Linked DNA regions of Gossypium hirsutum: region 2 is linked to region 1. The links are chromatin contacts, called in public Hi-C maps. All regions are on one chromosome and are shown on one strand. The core of a region is the stretch at or near the end of the contact, and the rest is flanking DNA. Distances in the headings are between cores, read along the strand shown. Region 1 holds the start of LOC121213786 (cytochrome P450 89A2). Region 2 holds the start of LOC107951930 (protein FLX-like 3).

Region 1 (7,489 bases), core at 1,707-4,206:
TTTAAAATTAAATAATTTAATAATATTTTCTTACTATTTGTAATTGAAAGCCAGATATATGCTTGTCATCTAGACAAATAAACTGATTTGCCATTTTACAAATTATAAGGAATAAAATAAAATCGAAAAGAATAAGATTTAGAGAAAGATTTAAAAAAATAATTGAGAAATGAGAAATGGGGATTGAGTTAATAAGAATGAAATTTAGAGATGTTTATATTGGAAAAAATTATGACTAATGGGCCCTTGTAATTATTGAAAAAGTTACCATTGAAATAGTTATCATTAAAAGGAAAATGTATATTATAGGATGCGTTTTTCTTATTCTTTCAAAAAACAATAAAAATCGGTAAATTAAAAAAAAAAGCATACTTCCTCAATTTTTTTTATATTCAGCATATTTCTAAAAATAAGCTAATGAATTATTTTGATAGGAAAATCCTTTTCAGTATTTTAAAAGCAATGAAAGTAATTTCGTTTGTTTGTTGACAATCCACAACCACAAAATAAACAAAGATGGAAGATAGGCAGCCTTATAAACTCAAACACTATTTTCTCTTTCGTCTACTCCGTCACTCTACTATACCCAAATGGAATCTTGGTTCTTCATCCTCCTCGTCGCTTTCTCCATTTCCATTATTCTCAAAGCCTTCTTCAACCTCTTCTCTCCTCCCAAAAAGCTTACCCACACTCTCCCTCCAGGCCCTTCCACTTTCCCTATCATTGGCAACTTCTTATTTCTCCGCAAATCTTTCTTCGAAATCGAGCCAATACTCCGCAACCTTCGCAAAAAGTATGGTTCCATGGTCACTCTCCACATTGGTCCTCGCCCCTCCATCTTTGTCTCCGATCGTTCCCTTGCTCACCAGGCGTTAGTCCAAAGCGGTTCACTGTTTTCCGACCGCCCCAAAGCTCTTCCTATTAGCAAAATCATGAGTAGCAACCAACACAACATCAGCTCCGCCCCGTATGGACCGAACTGGCGGGTTTTGCGGCGGAACCTGACATCAGAAATTCTCCATCCTTCGCGTATCAAGTCGTATTCTCATGCACGTAAATGGGTTTTGGACATTCTTTTTGATATTTTGCAATCAAAGGCTAAAACCGGAGAACCAGTTCAGGTTTTAACTCATTTTCAATATGCTATGTTTTGTTTACTGGTTTTAATGTGCTTTGGTGACAAGCTTAGTCAGGAGCAGATAAAAAAGATCGAGGATGTTGTGCGAAGAGGGCTGCTGGGGTTGGAAAGGTTCAATATACTTAACTTTTGGCCTAAGGTGACCAAGGTTTTGCTTCGTAAGCGATGGCAGGAGTTTTTTCAGCGACGTAAAGATCAAGAGGATGTGCTGATACCATTGATAAGAGCAAGAAAGAAAGCTAAAGAGGAGAAATTGAGTGATAAGAAAAGCGATGATTATGTTTTGGCATACGTTGATACTTTATTGGATTTGGAGTTACCAGAAGAGAAAAGGAAACTTACTGAAGGAGAAATTTTTAGTTTGGCCTCTGAATTCCTTAATGCTGGTACTGATACTACCTCCACTGCTTTGCAATGGGTTATGGCAAATTTGGTGAAATACCCTCATATTCAAGATAAGTTATTTCTTGAAATTAAAGGGGTTGTGGGAGATGGAGAGGAAATCAAAGAAGATGATTTACAAAAGATGCCTTATCTGAAAGCAGTGATATTGGAAGGGCTAAGAAGGCACCCACCAGGGCATTTTGTGCTTCCTCATTGTGTGACAGAAGACACTGTGCTGGGAGACTATTTGGTTCCCAAGAATGGAACTATCAATTTCATGGTGGCAGAGATGGGGTGGGATCCAAAGGTGTGGGAGGATCCCATGGCATTTAAGCCAGAGAGGTTCATGAGAAATGAACAAATGTTTGATATAACAGGGAGTAGGGAAATCAAGATGATGCCTTTCGGTGTTGGCAGAAGAATTTGTCCTGGATTTGGCTTAGCCCTTCTTCATCTGGAGTATTTTGTGGCAAATTTGATCTGGAAATTTGAATGGAAGGCAATGGATGGAGATGAGATCAGCTTGGAAGAGAAGCAAGAGTTCACAGTGGTGATGAAGACTCCATTGATGGCCCACATTTCACCAAGGAAAGAGATAAGGTCTTGATGTTTCTATACTTAAATTTAGAAATGAGGTACATATAGTGATGTATGCGTGTTCCGTATCTTTCTCAGACACGATTCTCTATGTTAATATCTTTTCACTTCAATGAATCCAGCTTATTATTATTATATGGAATAATAGCTTACACGTACAACTTTCCATTGCTGGCCGGGTCCGTTATTGATAAAATTTTAAATCTATTTTATAAATTAAATTGAAAAATAGATTTAAAATTTTACTTAAATTTAGTTCGAATAAAAATATTAAAGTTTAGATTTGATTTAGTCTGTTTGAATTAATTTTTTATATTATTTTTATAAAAATATAATACATTAAAAATATTAAAATAAATATCTTTTTAATAAATTAAAAATATATTTAAAATTTTTTATACTTAAATAATATTAATATAGGTGTAACTTAATAAATAAATACTTTTAAAATAGTAATAAAATTAACAATAAAATAAAAATTATACGATATCTAAACAACAGTAAAATAGTAACAATAATAGTTAAATTATAGCAAAACAATGAGAAAATATTAAAAAAACAAGAAGAAAATAACAAATACTTTTTCTTTTAAAAACTCAGGTTGAACTCAGGCAAAAAAAACTTACGCGAAGCTCGACCTGTTTTCTAAACTAGTCTTATCCTTTTTACTCAAGTCTATATTTTAAACTTATATTTTTATTCAAAACTTTTTATTTTTCAAACCGATCCCGACCATGTATTTTACTTAATGGAAAATAAGGTAATTCGTATTTACGATTTACTACTAGGGTTAGTCATTGTTATCGTCGCTTTGTGCAAAGTGGCGGAGGTCATGTGTCGCTCTCTATGCTGTCGTTAAAATAAAAGCCTCCCGAACGCATTTACATCATTTGACTGATTGCCAAACTAATTTCCGCATTTAATTATATATTTTTTTTATACTTAACCACAATATATTTTTACACCCCTAAAATATACTTTCTCTGTCATATTGATTTTTAGTGATCATCTTTTTTAAATTAATAATAGATTTATTAAAATATAAATAAAAAATAAAACACAAAGTCCAAAAACAAATAATAGAACAAAACAGAAGATAAGGCCCAAAATTTAAAAAATGGCACAGATTAAAAGAAATATTAGAAAAGAAAATAAATTAGGAATAGTCTAGAAGCTCATAATTATCATCGTTATTTTGCCCAATCAGAGAATTCTGATGTCCGTCTTGTCTATCAATCTGCCATTTCTTCTTAATGACGGTTTCAGATTTCCAAGGAAAGCTTTTATCACCTAAACCATTGATCTACTCGTTTCCAACTTTCCTTTATTCCTCTTCTTTTCCATCCAGTTTCAATCTGATTCTCGCACTCTATCATATTCTTTCTGACTTTCAGCATATCCAGGGACACTCTCAAACAGGTATATCTCCTCCTTCTTCTTCAACGATTCAGTTGCTAATGTATGGGCTAAACCGTTTGCTGTTCTTGGGATATATTCAAACCTGAAGTTTCTAGATTTAGACGTTATCTATTGAATATCATGTATATATGCTCCTACATGTGATTTATCTTGTATTTTTGCCTTGCACTTTTTGATTATTGATAATAAGTCGCCTTCTATAATGATCTTTGGCTATTGCATGTCTATTCCTATTTGGGCTACTTTGCGGTAAGTGAGTGCCTCAGCAACGAAGGCTGAGGCCACTTCTTGATGAATCACTGAGCACACTAGAAGAACATTCTTTTCGCTATTTCTGGCCACAATCCCCGAAGCCGATTGACAAAGTCGCCCATCGTATGCTCTATCAAAATTGATTTTTACTGACTGACCAGGTGGGTACTTCCATTTTCTAACTTCCTGTGAAATTTTAGGGGTTCTTTTTTCAACCCCATTTAGTTCTGTGTTATAACTGTTGGTAAAGCTCGCTATTTCTTTCCCAGTTCTGCTTACTTTCTCATGCATTCTAGCATTCTTTTCTCCCCAGATTGCCTACAGTGCACAGCAAAATAATCTACATTGGGAAGAAGTGTTCTGAGCAAAAACCCAGGTGAGCCACTGATAGGAGAAAGGGTTAGCAGTCAGTTAGTTAGCTAGTTACTAATAGTTTGTTAGTACGTCCTTCCATCTTGTATTAAATACCTGCATGATTCACTAATGAAAGTAAGTCAGTTTATTGAGGTTTTCACTCCCATGTGTTAATATCTTGACATGGTATCAAGAGCCATAATTTTTTTTTGTTCTCTTCTTGATTTCATTTGTTCATGGCTACTGACGATTCTCCTCCTAGTGATACACCGCGGCATTCTTCCAACACTGAAGGAGTGTTTCCTTCCCAAAGTCAGAGCAATGTTTCTTTATGTTCAGTATTTCTCTAAGCATGATACAGTCAAACTCAGTGAACGCAACTACCTACTGTGGAAGCATCAAATATTGTTGATTCTTGAGGGTTATGAAGTTGATGGGTTTGTTCTTGGTACAGTTACCAGTCCGCCTTTTGTTCTTCCTGGACCTAATAGACAGGTTGTTTCTAATCTTTTATTTTTTCTTCATAAGAAGCAGGACAAATTCCTGGCTTCCTGGCTTCTTTCTACAGTAACCGATGATGTCTTGATGCATCTCACGATGGCCAAAGCAAGTTTTGAAATCTGGACAGCTATTGAACGACGATTTGGTGCTAAATCTACAGTCAAGATCTCTAGCATGCGGCATGCTTTGTATTCCATCGAGAAAGAAAATCTTTCAGTAAAAGATTATTTGGCCAAAGTAAAGAGCTTAAGTGACAGTCTAGTTGCTGCTGGAAGTCCTGTACCTGAGCAAGAGCAGGTCAGTATTGTTCTCGCTATGGAATATGAATCTATTCGCATCCTAGCCTCGACTACTCCTATGTCAGTAGATCTCTTAACTGAACTGTTACTTGATTGTGAGACACGACAACTGGATAGTTTAACAGAGGTACCTCCGCAAGCAAATATGGTGTCTCATAAAAAACAAAGTGGTATTGAAAGTTCGAAGCATACCGAATCTTTAGGGACTTATCAACAGGAATATAAACCAAGTTATGGAGGGCATGGTCATGGTTGGTCTCGAACCAGGGGCCATACGAATGGTCGTGGTTGGTCTCGTTCCTGGCCCCAATGCCAATTATTTGGGAAAATTGGACATTTAGTCTAGACTTGCTATCACAGATTTGATGAAAACTATTTTGGTGTTAACTTTAGTCAGACTGTTTCTGTCAACTATCATCAAGTTGGAGATTAAGGCGCATCTTCTTGTTCTCATGGGTGTAGTTCTTGTTATCAGCCACCGTCATCGTGTTCTCATCAGCCTTCACGGACCTCATTTGCTGATAATACTAACCAAGTATGGTATCCAGATTTTGGCGTGACAAACCATGTTACTCCAAATGTGACTGCTTTCACAAATGTTGTTCCTTATACAGGTATGAAATATGTGTCGATGGGGAATGGTGTTTCAGTTCCTATTTCTAATGTTGGAAACACTAGTATGTTGGCTGGGTCTAGACTTTTGCGCCTACGAACTGTTCTTCATGTACCAACTGTATGCAAGAGTTTAATGTCTGTTGGGCAGTTTATAAGAGATAATGATTTACTTTGAATTTCATCCTTTCTTGTGTTTTGTGAAGGATATACAGACAAGGAAAACCCTCCTAGTGGGCTGTATACATAACGGTCTATATCAGTTCAATTTTTTTGGCTCATCTTCTCGTACAGATGGTACATCCTCATAGCCAGTCTCAGCGAATCTGTGTATAGCACAACAATTATCACTCCTGGAGTTGTGGAATCAAAGATTTGGACATCCTTGCTCGAGTGTCCTTAGAGTTGCTTTACAAGATTGTAATATTCAGTTCAATAAAAATAGTATTACTTCTGTTTGTTCAGCTTGTCAATTAGGCAAAGCTCATAAGTTGCCTTTCAGCTCCTCTCGAATAGTGTATTCTTCACCTTTTGAACTAGTAACAACTGATGTTTGGGGTCCTTCACATGTTAAGTCCAATGGATTTCTTTACTATGTCTCCTTTGTGGATGTGTATAGCAGATGCACTTGGGTTTATTTTCTCAAGTCCAAAGCTAAGGTTTTTTTAATGCTTTCTTCTGTTTAATCAAATGGTTCGTGTTCAATTTGGTTACTCCATCAAAGTTTTTCAATCTGATGGCGGTAGGGAGTATCGATCGCTCTCAAAGGAGCTTGCTCGCCTTGGTATTCAGCACCGGGTAACTTGCCCTCACACCTCAGAGCAGAATGGGGTGGCTGAAAGGAAGCATCGGCAAAATTGTAGATGTGGGGTTAACTCTCTTAGCTCAGGCAGGCTTACCTCTAGAGTTCTGGTATTATGCTTTTTCCTATGGTGTACACTTGATTAACAGGCTACCAACACCTGTTTTACACAACCAAAGTCCTTATGAGATGTTGTATCAAGTTAGGCCATCCTATTCGTACCTCAGGGTTTTTGGATGTGCTTGTTATCCCTGTTTGAGGCGCTATCATCGACATAAGCTGGAGTTTCGGTCCATTCAATGTGTGTTTCTTGGAGTGGTGCCAAATAAAAAAGGGTATAGATGCATTGCTAGTTGTGGTAGGGTGTATGTCTCTAGACATGTCACATTTGACGAGGCGTGTTTTCCCTTCAAACAGGATAGTTCATTTGGTTCCTCTTTTCAGTCAGTTCAAAGTTTTCAGCATCAGTCTTGCCTTTCAGTGGTGTTGGGTAATACATCTCCTACTGTTTCTCCTCATGAGGAAGGGATTACTCCGGTGTCGTACGATAGCATAAGCCAAACTGATAACTTGTCTAGGTCTCGATGTTCTCTCACACCACCAGAGTCAAAGACACTCACCACCAGATTCAGGATACTCATCACACTCATCTGCATCTTCTGAACAGCGTCTACCCCTAGAAAATACTTACCCAATCCAAACGAGATCTAAAAGTGGAATTTACAAGCCTAAAGTGTTCACTTCTGTTCTAAAAAATGAGGAACCTACCTCCATTACAGCAGCTCTTCTACATTCTGCATGGTCAGCAGCAGTGCATGCTGAATACAAAGCCTTACTTGCAAATCATACTTGGGACGTTGTGCCTTTACCTCCAGGTCGTAGAGCAGTGGTTTGCAAGTGGATTTTCAAAATCAAACGTAATGTCGATGGTTCAGTGGCTCGGTACAAAGGACGGTTGGTAGTATAAAGGGTATCTCTAAGAAGCTGGGGTGGACTTCCAAGAAACCTTCAGTCCAGTGGTGAAACCAACAACCATTCTTGTGGTTCTAGCTCTTGCTGTCTCGATGGGCTGGTCTCTAGACAGGTCGATATAAATAATGCCTTCTTCAATGGCGATCTCCAAGAGGAGAT
Region 2 (7,522 bases), core at 1,205-3,704, 650 kb after region 1:
ATGAATTTAAGCATGGGCTAGCTAGAACACTTAACAACGATCACAAAAACGTAGAAATTATCAAAAACGAATCAAATTACATACCTTAATCTTCAAATTTCCTAGCCAAACCCTAAAAGCTTTTGTTATTTCTTTTTCTTTGATATTTTCGGCAAGAATAAGATGAACACATTCATCTTTTACTTTTGTTTTACTTAATCATGACTTAATACATAAATTACAAAATTAACCTTAGCTATTTCATTAAAAATTCCACTAATTATTGTCCATACTTGTTCATTCATTAAACCAATGGTCCATTTACAACACAAGGACCTTACCTCTAATAAACCATAGCAATTGAGGTCTTTTAACAAATAGCTAGCCACTTTCACATTTTACGTGATTAAGTCCTTTTTATCAAATCGGCACACAAACGATAAAATTTTTACACCAAACTCTCACAAATATCAATTCACATATTATAATCACAGAAAATAATATTAAAATATTTTTTTGACTTAGATTTGTGGTCCTGAAACTACTATTTCGACTAGGATCTAAATCGGGCTGTTACGGCGCCTTAAAAGTCATATAATTTCATTATTAGGGTATTTTGTGGCTCATAACATGCTTTAAATATTTAGAAATATTCTCAGGGTTAGACATTTTTATTTTTTAGAGAAGAAAAGTGTTAGAGAAGGAGGGAAGCGCACCCAGATGGACGAGCCTTCTCTAACATTTTTCTTCTCTAAAAAATAAAAGTACTTGACCCCTCGAATTTTTCAATAGATTTAAAGTACATTTTGAATATATTCATCGAAGACGCTATCCTGCGATGCATCTTTGATCATGGGAATTTTCTCCTTTACAATCCCACCCTACCCCCACATTTATAAAATGAGTCTTTCACTCCATACTTCATTATCCCTCAAACATCTTCTCCTCCAACCTCTCTATCCATTCACTATACATCATTTCTCAATGTTAAAAATTTCATTCGTTGATAAAATTTGGATAGTTTGAGGTATTCTTGAGTCGTCGGTAATGTGATCCGAGATGAGACCATTACATCTGAAGCCTATCCTGGGGAAGTTAGGTTCTGGGGTGATTTTTCTTTGTACAATCAAGGATGGAAGTCTGTGTAGAGGTCTCAAGTGATGGTCATTATATGGTCATGGATTGGGGTATAACGGGTGAGTCGGTTGACCTTCGTTACGCGACCACGAGCTTAAAATTTTTGGATACCCGGAAATGTTGCGTTATAAATACAATATGGAAATTTGAGGGCATAATCATTAGGAAAAACTATGAGGCTTCCCGCTATAATCGGCGTAATTTTTTTCTCCATTTTTAGGCAGCCAGTACCTTTAACATTTTTTCTTTTCCGAAGGCCAACATCGTCATGGACCTAGGAGGACTTTCAAGTGGGGAGTGGCTGTTGTAGTGCAGTAAAGGTGATGCTCTTTTCGAGGTGACAACGATCGTTGTTATTAAACAAGCCATTAATAACTACAACCACTGTCGCATTGACCCGAGTTTGACATCTACTATGCTAGAACATCTATTTTTCGCCTAAGAACCCTTTTGTGTCCACCTCGGTGTCAGCCTTTGGATAAAAATGGAAGGTTAAAGATATCAACTGCTGGAAATAAAGAAAAAAATTATGTTGATTACATCAAAAATCACTCCATTTTCCCCTATGATTATGACTTCAATTTTACTATATAAGGCATCATTTGCAGGTATCTAAAAAGCTTGAATTTGTGACCGCATAATGACCATCAATTGGCCCCTGGTTATACTCGAGCTTGTTACTACATCATGGCCGCGGACTGAAACCTCCACCTAAACTTCGACCTATGATCTTATTAAGCACTGTCACCCCAAAATCTAATTTCCTCAAGATGAGTTTCTGAGGTAATGGTCCTAGTCCGCCATGACATATATAATGTATGTCTTCTAAGAAGCGTTATCACATCCTCAACCCCTCAAATCTACTTATAAACTTTTGCGATTTCACCATTGAACCCAAACCTTAAACCCTTAAAAATACCTAACCTCATAAACCTAACAAAATTTAAAAACCCTAACCTTGGGAGAGAGAATGGGAAAGCGCGTCTAGTTAGGCGACCTTTCTGTACATGTGGCAGGAAAACGCGTCTAGCTGGGTGAGCTTTCCCGCCAACTGTATAGAAAGCATGACTAGCTGGATGCACTTTCCTTTTCTTTCTAAAAAATGACCTATTTCTTTAAATTAAAGAAATGACCTAAAAAGACAAATAAAAAAATTGTCATATATAGTTAATTTAGCCTACTGGATTATTATTAATTAAATTCAAATTATATATTTTATTATTATTATATTTAAATAAATATATATATTTCATATGTAAGTGTGGGTTTGGATATGTATAACTTACTTTTTATTCCAGCCTGCAGTATTAGTATAATATACCTCTAAATTGTACGTAGTATAACCCACCTCTAAATGAAACTGATTGAATGAAGAGTTAGTGGCGGAAGCGGTCGGTTTAGTTCCGAACGTCCTATAATTTAATTTTAGTGCTATTGCATCCTTGGCCAACAATATTCAGCACACAGCTAAGCCTTCTCTTCGATCTTAAATCTTCAATTTTCATTCATCTACTCCCTATTTTTCCTCTTAACTTTTCTTAGAAGAACATCACCTGCAAAAAAAAAAAAAAATGCTTTTCTGATATTTCAACCAAGTCCCATCTCACAAACCCTAGTTTATCATTCATATCCTTGCCCGAAGGTTTGAATCAACGCCTATTTTTTTATTCTTTTTTAATTTGATTACTATTTCATGAATATTGAAAACCGAAACTTCAGCCTCAGATTCTCGGATAACTTTTTGCCTGATTACCTGGGTTTTTTTCGCAGGCAAAACAGTGTAAAAGAGGAGCACAAAAGTAGAAAATCTTCCTCAATCTAATCATTAGTAGCCGAATCTGCTCTGGTCAGCAGAGGAATTTAAACTTTTTAACTATTTGCTTTGGGAATTTCGGTTTTATTTGGTAATTTATGTGAATTTTTGGATTTGATTTTCCTTGTATTTTTTTTGGGTGCATGTGTATTTATGTTATATATTTTGATGCAAAAGTTGATAAAAGAGAAGCTAATATGGAATTGGAAATGGATGAATGCAAATTCCAAGTTGGTTTAAGTGGAATAAGGTTTTAAGTGTTTTTAATGTGCGTATTTGATGCAAAATTTAGGGTTTTCAGTGTTTTTTTGGAATGGATAGGCCCAATCAACAACAATGGCAGCTTGGTTGTTGAATGTCTGCTATATGTCACAGAACAGTGACATGTAGTTTGATACGATGTTAGGTAGTTGGAAGGAAAAAGAGAAGAGAAAGACCAGAAATAGGAAAGAATTTAGAGGAAGAAAAAGCTATTCTTCATTCATAATGAGCTCATTACATCACTGTCCTATATGAGCACACGTTAGATGATGTCGTATCTGAATTTCCAAATAGAAGGGAGCAAGGACAATGCGTCATTTGGCAAGTAACAGGTGGAGGACAATGTGTCATTTGGCAAGTAACAGCTGGACTAACTAATTATAATTTGCTACTTCAGACCTCGTAACAGTTGTATTCTCTTGTCGTTTTCTTCTATTTCTAGTTCTGTGTTTCCCAGCGCCCTTGGCAATTCTGTTGTCCTTTCTTCCTGTGTGCTCCACTCATTGCCCTGCTAGTAGTTGCAGCCATCAATTTTATCGCATCATTAGAGTTTGAACATGATGTTGAGTATGTTTTGTTATGGGAAATTAAGGTTGAATTAGGGGATCTGATGGTTCAGAAAAGGTTTGTAATTCACACTCTTAATTGAAACTTAGGGAAGTGGATAAAGTTCTGGACTTTGTTGCTTCTGTTTCCTGGTAGTATGTATGATTCATCTTAGTTCTGCTCAATGGTTTTATGCGTGATTCAGTTGAGCTGCATCTTTTATCATCTGGGTACTAATTATGGAAGATCTTTTTGATCCAGTTGCCACTTATGTGTGGCTACTGTCACATAATTTTACTAAGACTCTGATCAGCAGGTTCTGTATGAACTTTTCGAGTATATGATTCTGTCATCAGTACCGTATTCATAATAATTGACTATAAAGTGCTTCTAGTATTCATAAAAGCTGACTTAAAAATTATTCTGTTCTGTTACATTTTCCCAAAATAGTTTAAAATGGCTGGGAGAAACCGCGTTCCTCGTGAAGCCTTCAATGACCGGCGTGGATTCCCCCCGAGAGGCCGTTCTTTCGTGGTCCTCCTCTGCCACAGCCACCTCATCCTGCGTTGTTGGAGGAAGAACTTGAAATGCAGCATGCTGAAATTCGAAAGCTTTTGACTGATAACCACAGGCTGGTAGAAGATCGAATGGCTATACAACAAGAGCTTGTGGCTGCAAAGGAGGAAATTCATCGTTTGAATCTTGTCATTGGTGAAATTCGTGCAGAACAGGAACTGCATTCAAGGGGACTTATTGAAAAAGGCTTGAAACTGGAGGCAGATCTTCGTGCAACTGAGCCACTGAAAAAAGAGGCTATGCAACTCCGCTCAGAAGTTCAGAAACTGAATAACGTTAATCAGGATCTAACTGGCCAGGTTCAGACTCTCAAGAAGGATATTACTCGGCTGCAAGCTGATAATCAGCAGATTCCTATTCTCAGAGCAGAAGTTGATGGCTTGCACCAGGAGTTGATGCGTGCAAGGTATGTGGCTGAATCATTTTTACCCTTCTATTTTGAATTCTTTAAAAGAATAAGAGAACTTCTTTTCCATTGAGCATTTAGTTTGCAGCATCACTCATTATCTATCCGATCATATATTCAAATGCAAACTTCAAATTTTATTTCATAGGACTGCTATTGATTATGAAAAAAAGGCAAACATTGAGCTGATGGAACAGAGACAAGCAATGGAGAAGAACATGGTCTCCATGGCACGTGAAGTTGAAAAGCTACGTGCAGAACTTTCTAGTGTGGATGCTAGACCATGGGCTGCAGGTTTGACCCATCTCTCTTTTGTCTATCTGGTCGAGGTTTCTTTTTCAAACTTGAGTAGCATGATGGTGGTCGTTAAATGTGCTTGATTTTAATTAGTTTTCAGTCCTTTGGCTCAGTCCATGTTCCACACCTTTTTGCATCCTGGATTTCTCTTTTTCCTGTCGCTATTCTGATAGGATTTTGACCCTTTCCTACCAAGCCCAATTGTACATGATGGATTATATCTGTGAGAAAAGTTCTCAAGTGTTAATTGGTCCTTCATATCTTTCTGGGGATCCAATGGATGGTTTACTACACAAACATAGGTCCTCACTCATCTCGTAAATGCTCAACCTCCAGCCTCCTCTCTTCTTTTCGATCCTGAAGTTCTGTAGGTGGGACCTTAAAAGTGAAAAGTCTGAAGTTCAAATGGCTGGGTTCTCTTGTAGACACCATTTAACCTGCATTGATGTTACCTGGATTTTGTCATGGTTGATTCTATAGAAACTATGTTCCCTCCTCCCTTGTTCTCTCCTTGTCTAGAGTTGATAAAATAATGTATTAGTTTATATCGACTCTGGAGATCATTTATTTAAAGTTGCTTCTAATCTCAGTTGCTTAATGAATGATTGCTCCAGGTGCACCGTATGGGATGAAATTCAACAGTTCAGAGGGCGCTTTTCCAGCTTCATATGAAGGATATGGGGCTCATCTGGTATTTGTGCTCATCTACTTGTTTGGTTTTTTTTGTTTGACCATAAAGCTATTAAATTAGGATTGTGATTTTTTCGATTAAATTTTCTCGTTACTTAACAGGGTGCTGCTGACAAGGGTCCTTTTTACGGACCTGGCCGTGCTTCTTGGGAGAAGCCACGCATGAATCGTCGCTAGGAAAGTTATTACTTGATGGAAGAAGGCTGACATTGTTACTTCACTATGAAGTTCAAAATATTGATCAGCATGGAGTTCATCTATGCATGCATGCCGCATCAGTAATATTTATCTTTATAACTTGTTAGTCATCTTGAACTTCTTACATGAGATTCCGTGTTACTTTATGGTAATTGGTAGAGGAGGTGGTACCCCCTTATATATAGACAAGTTCGTAATATGATAATTTGGACTGCTATTGGATCCAATTCTTCATTGCTTCATTGCCAGTTTTCTTTTTCTTTTATCTTTTGGTTGTTTGTTTCTAGATAATTTACTAGCATTGTTGGTTGATTATAACTGTTATTACTTTCAGTTTTAGTGCTGGCCCCTGAATAGGGTAGTTGTCTGGGGGGTGCTTGAAATATATGGCGCTTATGAATGAAGCTTTTGCTTCCAACGTAGAACTTGCAAGTTAATTGACATGGTATGGTTTTTATTGATTTGGAAAAATTCCTGGAACTATTTTTGTGAAATAGTATATTTTAGAAGGATGCAATGAAGTTATGCCTAGCTGTAGCAAGGTAATGGAATGTTGAATGGCACTCAGATTCTACATTTTAGTTTTGGTTAATGATTTTAGTTAGTAGGTCTTCTTGTGCAGCACTTGACTATCTGTGTATTTTGTTGAGGGTATGTTTTTCTTAAAAATTGAAGCATTGGAATTGGATATTGTTAATCTTGAGTGCACTATGGAAGATAAATAGGGTATAATGTTCTCATGGTAGATGGGGATCTAATCATTTTGAGCATTTACTCTCGGAAGCAGAAATTGATGTGGAGGATATGATTCAACTTGCTTCTGAGGGGTCACTTTATGGACTGTTCAGAGTTGCTCTGTTAAACTTTGAATGCATATTATTCATTCTGAGCTGAATTGAAACCTTGTACCCCTGCGGAATCCGATGTGCAGTTTTGGAATATCCTTAGGAGGTTGAGTTGCGTGTTTTCCACGAATAAAAATTTCTAAGAATGAATTGTTATTTATTAATTGATATGATATGGATGTTCTGTTGGATAGAGAGAATGATCCCATGCTACAGAAGTAAATCATTTAGGATGTTCAGGAGCTGAATTTTTCTGTGATTTTATTCGCTCTTGTTTCTTCTTGTCCGCTGACAACATACTGGGCCTGAATATGCTGGTCCTTTGGGAATTCTTCAAGCTCTGGCAGATGGAACAAACTTGCATCTCAAAGAGAATATCCTTCCATTGAGAGGAAATGGTTTATTCAGTATTGGACCATCTATAGCATCCATAGCAATTTTATTAAGTTTTTCTGTAATTCCTTTTAGCTCTCGCCTTACTTTAGCTGATCTCAATATTAGTATTTTCATGGATTTCCATTTTAGGTATTGCTACAAGGTGTTTGCTGCAAATTTTAGTGGCTTTGAATTTAGTTCATTGGTGTTCTCCTTGCTAGGAAATCTTAAGAGGAGAATCATTTGTCTTTCTTACATTTACTGTAAAGTCCCTTCAGTATCCATTGCCAGGTTCTCTTTGAAGTTCGGAGGTGCAAGTGTCGTAGGGAATCTTAAAATGGCATGTTGTGTGAGCAGGACTTGTTTGGAAATCATGTTGGGAATGGTTCTCATTTCTGT

Evidence for each region. A called contact is a pair of places that touch in the nucleus more often than the background predicts.
Region 2: a Hi-C map of leaf shows a contact between it and region 1, with 2.1 times the contacts expected there. The contact joins the promoter of LOC107951930 here to the enhancer-like site in region 1. A contact is called at or near these places in 2 of 34 Hi-C or Micro-C datasets (hypocotyl and leaf).

What each region holds. Positions count from the first base shown.
Region 1 is chrA02:81,679,130-81,686,618 of Gossypium_hirsutum_v2.1, forward strand. LOC121213786 (cytochrome P450 89A2) reads left to right here and starts at 309. Exons shown (of 1, transcript XM_041086889.1): 1 at 309-2,254. The coding sequence starts at 591. The coding sequence ends at 2,129. Within about 2 kb of position 2,957, at least 7 of the 9 cell types and tissues checked have an H3K27ac peak or open chromatin away from gene starts, as enhancers often do. A contact at or near this core is called in leaf, where this site is marked.
Region 2 is chrA02:82,329,630-82,337,151 of Gossypium_hirsutum_v2.1, forward strand. LOC107951930 (protein FLX-like 3) reads left to right here and starts at 2,455. Exons shown (of 7, transcript XM_016887114.2): 1 at 2,455-2,758; 2 at 2,887-2,962; 3 at 4,187-4,238; 4 at 4,241-4,718; 5 at 4,867-5,012; 6 at 5,630-5,706; 7 at 5,808-6,145. The coding sequence starts at 4,193. The coding sequence ends at 5,882.